Linked DNA regions of Bombyx mori: region 1 is linked to region 2. A link is a contact called in public Hi-C data. All regions are on one chromosome and are shown on one strand. Each heading gives the region's core, a stretch centred on a gene start, on an enhancer-like site or on the middle of the called end of the contact. The rest is flanking DNA. Distances are from core to core; before and after follow the strand shown. Region 1 overlaps LOC101744335 (mannosyl-oligosaccharide alpha-1,2-mannosidase IA). Region 2 overlaps LOC101744335 (mannosyl-oligosaccharide alpha-1,2-mannosidase IA).

Region 1 (2,700 bases), core at 9-2,508, 43 kb after region 2:
CGTCTTATCCTTTAAACCACGACGATTTATCGATGGACACTAACTAATAAAGGAACATAAAAAACCACATAACGCGTCGACAGTATTGCGTTGGCTAATCAAGCCGGGTCGTAATTAAAAGGCAAGTACCCGCTGCGCGTCGCGGTTTGCGCAGCGTATATCCTCTCCTAGATTTACTGTTATGGCCAGCGCAGACACCGTAAGACCGTCTCCCGACACATCTTCGGCGTGACTTATCGTCTTCTCGCCCTAGAAACTAACACTTTAAGTGCAGTTTGTTTCGGTGATAAAGCTCGCTCGGACATAAAATGTCTCGACAAGAAACCAAACGGAATTCACGTCTTCAAATGAACGATACGGATTTCTTAAATATTAGAATTTTAGAAACTTCGGTAATTATAATTTAATGTAAACAAAATAAATGTTTTTTTTTATTGCTTAGATGGGCGGACGAGCTCAAAGCCCACCTGGTGTTAAGTGGTTACTGGAGCCCATAGACATCTACAACGTAGATGCGACACCCACCTTGAGATATCAGTTCTAAGATCTTAGTATAGTTACAACGGCTGCCCCACCCTTCAAACTGAAACGCATTACTGCTTCACGGCAGAAATAGGCAAGGCGGTGGTACCTACCCGCGCGGACTCATAAGAGGTCCTACCACCAGTAATGTAAAATGTGATTTAATGGTGTTTCATTTTAACCTAATCTACCGCAACTCGTATATTTACGAGCTTTTAGCTTATTAGCTAACAATATAAGATAGCTAAGATTCCCAGTTTGAGTAAGAATTGGATTAAACATATAATGGAATCTTGTAAGATAGCATCGTCATTATTTTAATTTTGGTACACACCAGACCCGTGTCTCGTGTTGGGAACAATGTTTGATTTAATCCTCGACTGTGAATGGTTGGATATATATATATGTACATCTTATCAACTATTCAAATTATATTGCTTTTTTTTCTTTAATGCTTTATCAAGCTTAAGCTAGTGGTGTTCAATTTGTTTCGGAAATATTAGAAATCACATAATTAATACTATCACTCACCTAGAGACGTGAAATCAAAGTCCCAACTGTATTATAACATACATATTATTATTATAATAAGAGTTATCCTTTCCTTCAAACCTAAACACATATTGGCGCGGCTTAACAATCCGCTGGTAAATTCACTCATTTATAAATTTTGCGAGTTTTGACTTTTATTACATTACATCGTGAAAGGCGTTCGTCAACAAGTATTATGTCAAGATAAGTACGTAGTAGCGATGTCGGGGGCCTTATACTACGAGTATAAGCCACGACAACTTCGAATGAATATTATCAATCTCTACGATGATTTTTAGGAAAATATTTCATTCAAACATTATCTTGTAAAATTTTGGTAAAGTTCAATATTAAACAGGTTTCTGGTCACTTACTACAGTAAAAATAGTACAAGAAAGGCATCATCCTAACGATTCTAATGCGTTGATATAGTGCTTTGTAACTAATTAAAGCCTCAAAGAATGGTTACAACGGCTCCGAAGCGGTTAAAACTCAAACCCATCACTACTTCGAAACATAATAGCGCGAATGAATTGCGAAATAAACTCGCCGAAACTTAAACACGAACCCGGCACTACGGTGTCGAATTAACGCTCGATGTCATTGATCGATTGTGCCGGCCCGAAACGAGGATTCCCTATTTAGTTTCGGTCCGGACACAACTCTGCCCGAATACACAATGCATTATGTGTACCTGGCTACCCATCTAAGTTATAAAAAAAAAATTGGTAGCGATGAACTGCATTCGTAATATTAACACAATTTCATTGGGTAATTTTAGTAAAATTTCTAATAGTCTACATTTTTCATGATCACGGACGACTAAGATGTTATACGTCGACAATATGACCACTAAAACTGTACATACAGTATTCAAAACGTCGGCAGTTAATAATGACAAAATAATAATGATAATATTGTCAATAAAAAATGCAAAATTAAATTCTTACAGTAATTTTAATTATATCTGTCTCGTGAAAATCTAACGAAATACTATATCATATTATTTTGGATTAAAAAATAAATGGACGACGATATAAATCAATATCTGGAGTTTGCCAAAATTTAATATCGCAAAGTAAAAAAATCGGTGTCAGGAGGTCCTTTATCTCATTTCGTTGACGGAAGTTATTTGACGTCATTATTTTTCGGATCCTCGTCTTTGTACCGTCCCTGGTATTCCGTTTTATCTTTGCTCGAGAGCATTCGATGCTAATAAGGTAAAAAATGTGAATTAATTAATTTATAATTCTATTACGAATTTCATTAATAGAACCAAAAATACTGTGATAGGTAGTGACACCCTTGATGCTCCAAAAAAATTTTTTTTAATCAATCGCTACGTCACCGTACATTGTAGGACTACATGTTAGATGATCTTCAGGATTTGTACTACTACTAATCAGAACCGGTATCCTATTGTATTCGGACCTGATGGTAGAAATTGTTGCCCCAAAGAGGTTATGCATATACCTTCTTGTCTATTTCTGCAATGGCGCAAGCGTGGGTTCCCGTTTAAATGTTAAGATAGCTGTAATTCTAATCAAATTGAGGTTTCGGTCATGACGAGAGCGGCGTTTTGGTCTTTTGTGAATTTACAAAAAAATATTTATTTATAGAAACTCTCTCAAAAGATTAAAGTTGCTT
Region 2 (2,700 bases), core at 158-2,657:
ATTTACAGTATTAAATTCATAATAGTTACACAACTCTAAAAAAAAAAAATTCGTTCATTGTCCTAACGTTTATATAGGTACTAGGTTTTTCCGGTTCATTATTCACAAAAACGAAAATAAAATACCTTTTTTTGGTATAAAGTTTGCTTTTGTGATAGTTAAGATAGTAATAATACTCATTTTTTTTTTTTTTTATAAATTTTAATTAAAAAAGCCGCGCTATGAGAGTGGGGTGTTTACGTTTACGCAGTGCCACTAGATGGCACTCCAGTCATAAACAACAATCAGGTGTTTCGTACAAGCCCAGTAAAACTTAAAATGTCACGAAGTGTAAATACGATGCTGATGAATTTTGTTTCATATGTGGTCAATTTATAAAAGTTCAAAAGCAAACTGTTTCATGCCATGTATTTTTTTCGTCTAATTATGATCTAAAATATCGAAATTTTATGCTTTGCAATCAAAGTCAAATTTGGTGTTGACCCGTGTTATCCATTCACAGACGTTTGAAACAAGCTTGAGTTTCACGTTTTATACTTTTCTCGACGTGAGTCACGAAATTCGAAACAAAATTCATTCGTTAAAATTAAAATAGTGTCTTGAAGCTCCGAACTGTGTATTGTAATAATGTGAAATTCTCAGATACGAAAATATTTTGCTGAGAATTTCTACTCTTCAGAGTTCAATGTCCTAGGAGGTTAGTGAACGGAAATAGTAAATGATCTAGGGCACCAATTTTATTGTTTACTTTCGCCAGGTATTTTTTAATAGTTGGAACATCATATAAACTGATTAAAGTGTTTTAGGCATTTTATCTACGCGGAATGATCAGCGTCGCTCAACGGATATCGTCAATGCCAGGGGCTAAAAACTAAGCTTCATTAAAATACATTGTTTGCTCAAAAAACTCCATGAAAATTAATCTGTAACTGTCTCGTTTTTACCATCGCACCGCCCGCCACCAGAGTAGAGTTCATCCATACTACCTGGAGCCACTGCGGTCATCCACAGTGCGTTTCCAGAGATCTTTTTTGCCACGTACCATCCGGCTATGGAATGAGCTCCCCTCCACGGTGTTTCCCGAGCGCGATGACATGTCCTTCTTCAAACGAGGCTTGTGGAGAGTATTAAGCAGTAGGCAGCGGCTTGGCTCTGCTCCTGGCATTGCTGAAGTCCATGGGCGACGGTAACCACTTGCCATCAGGTGGGCCGTACGCTCGTCTGCATCATACAAAGGCAATAAAAAAATAATAAAAAAATAAAAAAAATATTACAAAACAGTATCTACATTAAGAAATAGTTAATCGAATACACACTGTCTTGAAAATAATTCCGTAATAGTTAGTAAGTAGTAGTCAACCATTATAATGACTCGAGTTCATAGATCAAACAGCGATCAATTTGAATGTGCAAAACGAGAATAATCAAGTTTCGAATGCACGAGAGCAATTGTTATTGAAGCGCGTCCATTGAACTTTATATTAACTTCTGTAAATGAAATATCATCGGCCGGTCCCAATTTCTCAATGCGGTTTATTTTATAGCTTAGCGAGCTTTAGATGATTGTATTATGTACTTCTACATATGTATACAGGATTTAGGGACACGTTTGCTTCCTCCACTAATTAACGTAACTACATGTACACACTGTCTTGGGTATTCAGAATTTATACCTTCGGTCGAATCTTGTCCATTCGGCGGTTGTTTTCAAAAAACGCCTTTAGCATGTTAGTACATAATTTTATTTAAAAAAATATTTTTATATTTCAATTTAAACGGAAAACGAGATTCGAATCGTAAACTGAATTTCAATGCTTGTCGTTTTAGCTTGTTATCCAAGTCGCATTTTACGGCACCATGGACATCGGGCATTAACCAGTTCATACTTTCTCGAGTTGCGTGGATTATTAATATGATCTTAAAGTTTCGTGTAGGAGTAGAGGGCGTCCACTTTGCTTCTTCATTGTGATCAGTCGATTAATAGAATTTATAAGCAGGAAGGGAGTTCGTTTTTATCTTATACCTTTAAACGAGCAATTCTTGTATATTAATATGTATATAATCTGAATCTCGGAAACGGCTCAACGATTTTCATAAAATTTAGTATACAGGGGATTTCGGGGGCGATAAATCGATCTAGCTACGATTTATTTTCAGAAAATGTTGTTTTATTCGCGTTTTTAATAATCAACTCTTCCCGACGTCTATTGGCGAATAATAATATTTTTCTTAATTGAGGGCAACTAACCGCTTTAAAGACACAACAAGATGGCGTTATCAAAAAAAAACCGAGCAAAGCTCGGTCATCATCTAGTAATGGTTACACTAATCAGCATTTCCTCTTCTCTTTGTTTTCAGGAATGTTTCTCTTACACCGTATATACATATCGACGCTTGAAAGGCAAACGTGACTAAGCGACAATGCGTGAACTTTACAGTAGACTAATTTAAAGTTGAAATACCTGAAATCAAAATTTATTTTAACGAATCCAGCTGTAGTAGAATCTAGCTAGTAGCTGTAGGATTGAAATAATTTTAATAGACCTAGAAATTTATTTATTTTGCGCATCGAATATGGTTATTGCCTATCATCTATGTATAAATCAGTTATTGTCGCTTAGTCACTTTTGCCTTTCAAGCGTCGATATATATGTATGTGCATGTATTATATACGAACATTCATCTGTAAAGACTCAAACC

Evidence for each region. Hi-C and Micro-C count contacts between places; a contact is called where the count stands out from the background.
Region 1: a contact with region 2 is called in a Hi-C map of whole pupa, with 2.2 times the contacts expected there. The contact joins two enhancer-like sites. A contact is called at or near these places in 3 of 7 Hi-C or Micro-C datasets (posterior silk gland and whole pupa).

The regions. Positions count from the first base shown.
Region 1 is chr9:11,946,718-11,949,417 of ASM3026992v2, forward strand. All of the region lies in intron 1 of LOC101744335 (mannosyl-oligosaccharide alpha-1,2-mannosidase IA), which reads left to right. Among protein-coding and RNA genes, the nearest start is that of LOC110386078, 56 kb to the right of the region's middle. Within about 2 kb of position 1,259, at least 2 of the 8 cell types and tissues checked have open chromatin away from gene starts, as enhancers often do.
Region 2 is chr9:11,903,569-11,906,268 of ASM3026992v2, forward strand. The region is part of intron 1 of LOC101744335 (mannosyl-oligosaccharide alpha-1,2-mannosidase IA); the gene reads left to right. Among protein-coding and RNA genes, the nearest start is that of LOC101744335, 24 kb to the left of the region's middle. Within about 2 kb of position 1,408, at least 1 of the 8 cell types and tissues checked has open chromatin away from gene starts, as enhancers often do.